Regions from separate parts of the Mus musculus genome. Here regions 2 and 3 are each linked to region 1. Evidence: chromatin contacts called from public Hi-C data. All regions are on one chromosome and are shown on one strand. Each heading gives the region's core, a stretch centred on a gene start, on an enhancer-like site or on the middle of the called end of the contact. The rest is flanking DNA. Distances are from core to core; before and after follow the strand shown.

Region 1 (3,275 bases), core at 392-2,891:
GAGCTCTCTCTTGTGAGACTATGCCGGGGCCTAGCAAACACAGAAGTGGATGCTCCCAGTCAGCTATTGGATGGATCACAGGGCACCAATGTAGGAGCTAGAGAAAGAACCCAAGGAGCTAGAGGGATCTGCAACCCTATAGGTGAAACAACATTATGAACTAACCAGTACCCCTGAGCTCTTGACTCTAGCTACATATGTATCAAAAGATGGCCTAATCAGCTATCACTGGAAAGAGAGGCCCATTGGACTTGCAAACTTTATATGCCCCAGTACAGGGAAATGCCATGGCCAAAATGTGGGAGTGGGTGGGTAGGGGAGTGGGGGGGTATGGGGGACTTTTGGGATAGCATTGGAAATGTAAATGAGGAAAATACCTAATAAAATATTTTATTTTAAATTTTATTGTGTGTGTGTGTGTGTGTGTGTGTGTGTGTATACAAGTGGTGGAAGGTGAGGAATGAGTCACAGTATATTAGTGACTTTCCATCTCTGTAGTTAAAAACCCAAGAAAGTCAATCTAGAGCAAGAAGGGTTTATTTTGTTGGGGAGGGAGTATCTTTCACAAGTTACTCGGTCATCTGCAATAAGGGAAACATCCCCTTTGACACCTGATGGCATGAACGGTGACACTGATACAGTTAGATTCTGAGTCGCTTCTTTGACAAATGTATGCTGAGCAGTTCTGCGAAAACCACAGAGATAAGAAAATCAAAGATGCTGCCTCTGCCTCCAGGTGCTCACACTCAGTGATCCACAGCAGCGGAGACACAGCATCAAGAGCCACTGAGCAGTAAGCAGCTCATAGCATTAAGCTTGCTCATTCTGTGCTGCAGAAAACGTCCCAATCTCGAAGCTCAGATGGGTGAAGACAGAGCCCATCTTTTCTGTAGCTGAACTTCTCAAGTTCACTCTCAAGCATCCGCCTTTTACCCTGGAAACCCGAATTAGAGGAAAGGTAGTCACTTTGTATTCTAAATGCAGGCTTTGGGGTCGAGTTTCTCTCTCTTTCTCACGATTCTTGCTATTCTGGTTGAATGTTCCTGAGGTGAAGTGCCAGGAGAAGCATCACTTCTGCCATCCCATGCCCCTCTGCTCTCTCTGTGCTCTTTCCTATGGTTCTACAGCAGCTCCTGGTGTTCTCAAGGATTCGGTCCATGCTCTCAACACCCCGGCACAGGGTGCTGTTTCCCACCACAACATCTGTGCTTTCCCCGCTGAAGCTCAAGGGCCTCTACCTACTTCCCCAGCACCACAAGGCTTTGAGAATGGTCTACCAGGTGGTCTTCACTCATGCAATCCTCTCAGCCATTTCTCCTCTCTGGCTGGATGCCATGTTATATTAGTAGCTTCCATAGAAGACATAAGAGGTTTCTATTCTGTCTGGAATCCTACCAGATTTATCAACGGGTCCTTCCTCATGCTGGACCACATGTATTCTGCTCACATATGGTCGATATGCACAAGCCAGATGTTCTTCCCCAAACAAACCAGAATCTCTCTGTGAAAGCCCAGCCCATCTGTGGTCTGGCTGCCGGTGAAAATTAATCAGCATGTTTGGCAGTATAGGCAGTAACGGCCCAAGTCCAGGAGTGACTCATCAGCAAAGCCCTGCAGCTTGAATCAGCATGAATTAGGATTCTGTGTCCATGTTCGTCAGGAAGGCTGATCAGTTGTTGGCATTGAGCAGAAGACTCGTGCATTGATTAGAGCTGCCAATGCTAAGAGTAAATTAAGCATGTCTGAGTGTCACCAGTGAGTTTGAATTTCAAGTTCCCTGAAAGCCTAGTATGCCTAAAACTAGAAGTTTTCTCGATTGCAGATTGAAAGAGCTAGACAGTTGGTTGATCTCAAAGTTCCCTTCCAGCTGGGGAGTGTTCGCTTCCACATCAGGAAGTTAAACAGAATCTTAATTCATCTCTCTATGACTTAATTTTTCTGCGCCAGGAGGGAACAGCAGCCCCCGCATGGTATTTAAGAAAAAATATGTTGATAATGCATCTATAAGTAGTTATATATAATAAATGTGGGTCCAAAGGATACCTTCCTTAATAAGCAAGTGAGGATTTATGGGCTCACTTTCACTCACATTGGGGCCATTATTTATCGCATATCAATGGTCTTTCTGCCCAGCAGACAGCTCTATGTCTATTAACCACTGTTTAAATGGCATCTTTAGGATTTGGGGTGAGCCACTAGCCTCCAAGCTCATTTGAAATTTTTCCATTGCTCATGATAATCTGATTTATGTCACAGGGATTGAATGAGTCATTCAGAGTCATGTTTTGATTCCCACTGGGATCCAACACAACTGAGGACACTTTGTGCATCCAACAAGGATCTCCATGAATGACCCGATTTTCATGATGGAGACAGGCTTGCCCATGAGGATGATGGTTTGTTAAAGGACTTTGACTCTGTGAGCAGACATCCTCTCCTAGTATCTGTGGTGTTGGGGCCCGTCACTTCAACGTTTGGGATCTTGCTTTTGTATGTCTGCTGAGTGAGGGTGGATATTCTGAACCTTTTGGTGGTTTCCAGAATTTGTTGTAGTTTTGCCTGTGAAGGACTTAGCATTCTGCCCTGCAAGAGGTGTTCTATATCTCTTGGTTTCTGTTATAATTACTATACCATACCTGAAGCTTTCATTGAGAAGGGCTACACAAAGAAGACAAAAGTCATTTTTGTAAGGAACCACATGTTAAGGTCAGCTCTGAGGTCCTGGAGTTTATGTTTGAAACCAAGAGCCAGGAAAATAGGAATGGTGGTTTATGACTTCATTTATCTTTAGGCAGAAGGACTTTAGAGGAACTTGGGGCACACTTTTCTGGGGACCGCCTTGGTCAGTCCTCTTGTTTCCCTCGTTGGCTAGCTCTGGGCATGGCACGGCTTGAGTAAGGACTTGTGAATGGTTTTTACATCTGTCAGCTCAAACCCCTTTGTACTCAAGGCAACGTCCCTGCTATCCAGATTTGGCTCCCTTCTGGTGTTCAGACCTCTGTTATTTTCTCTGTTGTCCAAATGCCCTCCACAGAAGGTTCCAGGCTCTCCAAGCCCAGAGAGAAAGTTTCTGGGGGGTGAGGGGGAAGCAGTTTTCCCAGCACTCAGATGTTGATGGATTATCACACGTAAGCTTTTCATTCACCTATGCTGGGCAGACTTTCCTCTCCCACGGTGGGGTGGGGGCGGGGGGGGGGGTGGTGGCAATCTGCACATGCACTGATGCTGATGATGTATAATTACCGTCGCTCCTGCACATCTGGCCTAATGGCTGC
Region 2 (3,190 bases), core at 137-2,636, 330 kb after region 1:
TACGCACGTACACTCAAGTGAGTGCATGTGTGCAAGCATAGGCACACCCACCAGAGACCCTCCTATCTCCTCCCCCAGCCCCGGGATTACCAACGTCTGCCACCTCTTCCTTTTTTCACATGGGTTCTAGGACTTGAACTCAGGTCCTCATGCTCCCTTCCCCTCAACTATTTAACAGACATTAGCAGCTCTGACTACATACAATAGATGCACGGTCACTAAGGAAGATAAAAGGCGGGGATACGGGAGGCCCCGTGGGACACACAGTAGGCACTCAGTGGTGCATGGTTGCACACTCATGACACACCAACCCAACTCTGCTGCTCATTCCCTCTCACACAGCTGGACAGGCCATTGGAGGAGCAAGGGAGAGTTGGCACATGCCAAGTGAATGAGGCAACGCTGTGCCATGTGGAAGCAACATCCTCCCGAGTATGCTTTCGAGCCTCCTGGGATCTGTCCTGGAGACGCTCCAATCACACACTTCACACAGATTACTCCAGATAGGGCAGAAATGCAAGTGAAATGACTCACAGGAGTCAGGCTCTGCACCCAGGTAAAGAGAAGGCATACCCTCTGTCCTTCTAGAACCTTCTCTGTCCAAAGCAAACTCCCTTCCCCAGCCCTGTGCTTCAGTGCCTCACCACTGACTCCTACCACACGAGTGAGGTTTTTCCGAAGACAGAGGCAGCTGCTGTAAAACTAGACACCCCTGTGACGGGGCCCGCTGAGCTATTTCAGGCTCCCTCCCTGTCTGAAGGCGGCTGTGGTTTTGGTTACATCTAAGTTTGGCCTCAGAGATTGGGGAGGAAAAGGCCCCGGAGGAGCAAAACAAATCTCAGAGTATTTACTAGTGTATCCAACCCATCCTATGAAGCATCCTTACAAAGCTCTTGCTAGGTGCTGGCGAGATCCAGCAACTGGCAAAAGAAATTCAGTATGTTAAAATACCCAGTGGCAAGCTGGGGACACGCCTGAGCACAGAGGTCTAAGTTAAATCCCCAGAACCCACAAAGGGGAAAAAAAAGCCAGGTGTGGTATCGTGTGCTTGAAAGGCCAGCACTGGGGAGGCAAAAAGAGAAGCACCTCGGGACTTGCTAGCCAGCCTAGCTGGCCGACTTGGCATTCCCTGGTCAGGTAGAGACCCTGTCTTGATAAAACTTGGTGAACAGTGCCTGAGGAACGAGAGTTGAAGGTGTCTTCTGGCCTCTGCATGCAGGCACACAACTCGGTGTGTTCACCTGCCTACACACAGATGCCAACGGCTTCTCCAGGGCTCAGGCCTCCGATGATTCTTCTGTGACTTTTCCTCCTTGCATGCACCCACGAGCAGCTGAGGACAGATGCATAGATACTAACTGATCTACTACAGGATGTGCACATCATAGACTGCATTGTTCCCTTCCTCCTGAAGACATCCATCCGCCTGATGGGGCACACACCCTCCGCATCTCAGATAGGTGAAGTGACCTGCCTGGAGTCACAGAGGCAGGGAAGAGGCAGATGGAATCAAATCCCAGTACTGTCTGCCTCTAGATCAGTGAGTGTTTCTCAATCTTCCTAATGCTGTGACCATTTAGTACTGTCCCACTATAAAATCACTTTCGGTGCTATTTTAGAACTGTAATTTTGTTACCATTATGAAACATAACGTCAACATCTGATACGTAGGATACCTGATATACAACCCCGGTGAAAGGTAGATGCTCCCCTCGGGGGTTCCAGACCCACAGGTTGAAAGCCACTGCTCTAGAGCCTCACAGACATTATTACCCTAACTTCCTCGGTTTGCTTGGGGCTCTGATTGACACCACCAGTTGCTGAGCCCCACAGTTAGCACACAGTAGGGATGGTGTCAGCGTTTGCTAAAATTGGGTTTGATCTTGTTATTTAAAGCTCCCGTGATCACAATCAGCTTTTAAGCTATGGGTGAAGAATGAGGTCACTCTATAAAAAACGGAAAGCAGAAATGAACCCCAGAGGTGGTGGGGGGGGAGGTTCCTGGAGTTAGGGATAGCAATGAATTTCCAAACAACCACATGGCCTCCATGCTCTGTAGGTAATGAGATGCACAGAGAACTGGGAAGGAGCCCAGAAATCCAATTTCAGTTCAGCAACACCTGATGTTCGTTATGAAAACCTGAGTGTCTATGACACTCACTACACCGAGGACAGGGAGTCACACAGCTCAGGTCACAGCGGGAGGAGTGAAGCCTTAGTCAGTCTACTTTGTAAAACCCAGAGAACTGTCCAGGAAGCCATGAATGCAGAAACTCTGACAACGATGGTGGGAACAGTTAATCTTGTCTGCTCCTTGGAGGGGGACCCCTGGCAAATGGTCTCTGTGCTTCTGCCCATTAAATTCTGGGAGGATCTTTTGGTACAGACAACATACAGGACCCATTTTACAGACAGGAAAACTGAGAGCAGGCAATCTCTGCACTCAGGCCCATCTTCGCATAATTTCAGTGGTCAGGTGACACATGTAACATTTTGCACAAAGAACTCCAAAGACTATGCCAAGGCAGAAGAAGAAAAGAGAGAAGAAGAAGAAGAAGAAGAAGAAGAAGAAGAAGAAGAAGAAGAAGAAGAAGAAGAAGAAGAAGAAGAAGAAGAAGAAGAAGAAGAAATGCTTGCCAAAATTCTAACTTCTCAGACACAGAGGCAAGAGCTCTGGAGACATCTGGGCCAGTGTGGGGAGCTAGCCGCCTGCTTTTTGCTAGCATGGTATTCCCCTAGGGTTAATCTCCCACATGTGGCCACAGAAACCCACTTCCAAACCCAGCATCCTTCTCCTACAATCTTATTTGACTCCACAAAAACCAGAAGGCATCTGGGGACAGGAGATTTTTATCTCAGCCAAGTGCTTTTGGAGCTGTGCCAGGAAAGTGTCCCATGAGGAGCCAGTGAGCACGATGTCACCTACATGTGTATTTGGAGTGTAGTGATATCCACATCCAAGGCGGCACCACTTCCCTCTTGGAGCAGCGCCCCAAGACACATCACCAGCCCAAGCAAACTGCCTGAGAAGGATCTCATGAAAAAAGAGCACGCATGGGAAAGAATGCCTCATAGCCTGTTCACATCTACCATCTCTAGAAAGTCACTCTTGGAGGCAGGAGAACCTTTCCGAAACACATGGAAATATAAACCTGGCAGATTGTGAGAAGCCAGCAGAATTCCACCCCCA
Region 3 (3,301 bases), core at 129-2,628, 370 kb before region 1:
GCAGTGTGGCCTAGTCTGGCCCCCTGAGGTGTTTGCATTGCATGGCAGGCATGTCCACAGGAACACCATAGTTCTCACCACTCGTACAGCACAGCAAGTGGGGTGCCGCAGGGGATTATCACTTGAGTATAAAATAAGGGTTGCTTTAGATTGAATAGGATAACCACGCGTTCTCAGAACAATCAAGGAAGGCTGGGGTGAGCCAGCACCGACCTTAATTGTTTACTTAGTAAACTACTAAATGTATGCACGTGTAAGCTTTTGCCTTGATTGAGGTCAAGCTGTCGAGAAATGGTTCTCTTTACAGTGGATCCAGTCAGGATTGGCAGCAAGCACCTTTGCCTGCTGAGCCTACATGTTGTATAGAATGGCAACGTTGTGTAGAATGGCAGTACATTAAATGGGTTTTTCATTTACGAAGTGTGCTGGCTGGTTTTGTGTCAACTTGACACAAGCTGGAGTTCAGTTGAGGAAATGCCTCCATGAGATTCAGCAGTTTTCTCAGTGATGGGGGGATGGGGGCTAGCCCCTTGTGGGTGGTGCCATCTCTGGGCTGGTAATTCTGGGTTCTGTAAGCAAGCTGAACAAGCCAGGGGAAGCAAGCCAGTAACATTCCTCCATGGCCTCTGCATCAGCTCCTGCTTCCTGACCTGCTTGAGTTCCAGCCCTGACTTCCTTGGGGATGAACAGCAGTGTGGAAGTGTTAACTGAATAAACCCTTTCCTCCCCAACTTGCTTCGTGGTCATGTTTTGTGTAGGAATAGAAACTCTGACTTAAGACATAATGGTTTTGAGATTATGGTTTTATTTATGACTATGGTGAGCCCTACTGAAGAAGCCTCAGCATTCAGATCTATCGTATCCTGCCAGTTGCTTGAAGCATGAATTTGAGTGTCCCTTCTAAATAGGTTTTCATTTCTGTGAAATGGGTACAAAGAGGCTATGTTCTAGTACTGTGGTCAGGCTTGGGATAAACTGTAAAATGAAAGTGGTGCTTGGCATAACACTATTTTACTTGTTTTTAATCCTGAGAGGGAGTCTGAATGCTTCTGGGAAGAAGATGTGGAGTCCGGACTGACCTGTCCTGACTATAGTATGTCTGCAGTCCTAATAACAGCCCCTGGGGGGTTCTTCACTCTTCTCAGCTTTTGTACTCAGAGTGATGGGGGCTAGTGAGGCTGCCATGTGGGAAATCTAATAACCAGGGGTATTGGGAAAATTGAGATCCTTTTCTGTAGATGATGAATGAGGGCAAAGAGAAGCAGTAAGTATTTGGGGCCTGAAGCAGAGAGATGAGGGGAAGGGAAGTTATAATGGAAGTCTTGAGTCAGCTGACAGGAATCATGAGTCAGCAGAAACCTGAGTGACCAGGAGTTGTGAGTCAGCAGAAAGTATAGATAGCAAAGATGATGAGTCACCATCATTCTTGGTGAATCAGGGCTGAACTGTTGTTACTGAAATTCCTTTTTGGGTTCTTGGTCTTATCAATGAGATAATTTAGGGGCTGGGACAATGGCTAGGTTGTTAAGAGCACTTGCTGCTCCTGAGTGGATTCAGGTTCGGTCCCCAGCACCTCCGTCGGGCTGCTCACACTAGCCTATGACTTGGGCTCCGGGGAGTCTGACACCCTCCTCTGGCCTTCAAGTGTGCTTGTACACGCCTGGGGGTGGGGTGGGGGGAGATGGAGTAATGAAATGAAATTTCTGATTTTTTAAGTCTTTGAAAGTAAAATACAATTATGTTGGCCTCTCTCCCTGTCCTTTTCATTCAACCTCTCCTATGTGCTCTCCTCTTACTCAATTTCTCGAATTTATGGCCTCTCTTTGTGCGAACATGTGTGTGTGAATAAAATAAAGCATTTTTTTTAAAACCTCTTGTCTGAATGGCTTCTGAATTGGTGACCTTTTGAATAAGCTTGCCTGGTTTCTACCTGATCACACTATGGTGTGGTGAGCAGCTGGACTTGCAACAAACAAAACATTGGTTTCTTGCTCCTTCAAGACTGCTGGGCACTGGCCATGTCACACCTCTGGGTCTGTCACCTTGCCTGACTGCTGCTTAAAGCCACTCAGCACACACACACTCCCAGCTGTGCACACAGTCGAAGGAGGCTGACCCTTGTACGCAGCAATTTTCATTTGGGACAGGTTGCTAGAAACCTTGATAATCTCAGAGTGTCACTGCCTGGGCTCTTCTAAGCTGTCCTGGCCTAGTATTCTCCAAGGTCAATTTCTTCAGCAATTTCTTTGTTCTGAAGGTTTCCTAATTAGCTTCTTACAGCTGTCTTTCTTGCTTAAGTAATAGTCTTAACTGTGGGTGTGTGGGGAAGCCTTGTGTATGGTTGAACCTTCTGGCATAGGCTATAGTTGCACAGTGTGAAGTCTGGAGAGAGGAGAGGGGAAGCCCTGGGTGTGTGATGAATGGGGATGCAAACTCGCACGTGGAGACTCATGGTGGCTCCCTCCTGTCTCCATGGATAACCAGATATGTACACTGCTCACTTACTCCAAGATCTGCATATCTGAACTAGCCCAATCCTTTCATCCTTTCAAAACTGATTTCAAAACCACGCCCAAGACAACTTCCACCTGGTGCCACATGGCATGGGCAAGGTATAGCACTTCTGAGACCATTCCTAAGAGGACCCCAGACACCCAGAGACTGGGCACCACTAGGATGACCAAGTGGTAGAGAGATGGAAGAGAAAGAAACAGAAGAATGTGCACAATGAAGAGAGGCAGAACTAGAGAATCAAGGAGCCTGATTTGAGTACCACCTAAGGCCGTAGTGAGGTCCTGGTCTTTAGGTCCTTTGTTACCACCAAAGGCTAGTCAGATGTCCCTGGTCTGGGCTGCTGCCCTGTCATTGTATGAGGATTGTGCAGAGCTGGCCCCATCCCTTGCCTCCCAGCCCTAGGAGAGCTAGCCATGAAGGTGGAGAGTAGGAGAGCTCACCCTATCCACCCCTAGCCGGCTGCAGGTCCTACACCTCACCTAGGAAGCACAGTAGAGCTGGCCCTGGTAGTGGGAGTTGTTGGTAAACTGGCCCCAAGGGTGTGAGCATGGCAGAGCTGGCCCTGCCACTTATCTGTTGTGTGGTGGCATAGGTGAGGGGAAACATGCTCCCTCCCCCACTCTTTACCACCTGTAGCAAGTGGCAGAGCCGCCCAAGGGCATGAGAGTGGGAGAACTGGCTCTGCCCTTAACAGTTGCAGTGCAGGAGAGCTTTCCCTGGTGCTGTGGGTGTGGGAGAGCTGGCAGGTGAGCAGCTCAGATACCATCCAGGCCCAGATCCAGGGCTT

Evidence for each region. A called contact is a pair of places that touch in the nucleus more often than the background predicts.
Region 2: a Hi-C map of adipose-derived mesenchymal stem cells shows a contact between it and region 1, with 2.0 times the contacts expected there. The contact joins two enhancer-like sites.
Region 3: a Hi-C map of adipose-derived mesenchymal stem cells shows a contact between it and region 1, with 4 times the contacts expected there. The contact joins two enhancer-like sites. A contact is called at or near these places in 5 of 484 Hi-C or Micro-C datasets (the 3T3-L1 cell line, adipose-derived mesenchymal stem cells, cortical neurons and 2 more).

Annotation. Positions count from the first base shown.
Region 1 is chr7:117,738,172-117,741,446 of GRCm38.p6, reverse strand. All of the region lies in intron 2 of Gm34762 (a long non-coding RNA gene), which reads left to right. Among named protein-coding and RNA genes, the nearest start is that of Gm34762, 19 kb to the left of the region's middle. Within about 2 kb of position 1,641, at least 44 of the 459 cell types and tissues checked have an H3K27ac peak or open chromatin away from gene starts, as enhancers often do. A contact at or near this core is called in adipose-derived mesenchymal stem cells, where this site is marked.
Region 2 is chr7:117,412,372-117,415,561 of GRCm38.p6, reverse strand. All of the region lies in intron 1 of Xylt1 (xylosyltransferase 1), which reads right to left. Among named protein-coding and RNA genes, the nearest start is that of Xylt1, 33 kb to the right of the region's middle. Within about 2 kb of position 1,386, at least 79 of the 459 cell types and tissues checked have an H3K27ac peak or open chromatin away from gene starts, as enhancers often do. A contact at or near this core is called in adipose-derived mesenchymal stem cells, where this site is marked.
Region 3 is chr7:118,102,943-118,106,243 of GRCm38.p6, reverse strand. It overlaps Rps15a (ribosomal protein S15A), which reads left to right. Exons shown (of 5, transcript NM_170669.2): 5 at 1-1,870. Among named protein-coding and RNA genes, the nearest start is that of Rps15a, 12 kb to the left of the region's middle. Within about 2 kb of position 1,378, at least 106 of the 459 cell types and tissues checked have an H3K27ac peak or open chromatin away from gene starts, as enhancers often do. A contact at or near this core is called in adipose-derived mesenchymal stem cells, where this site is marked.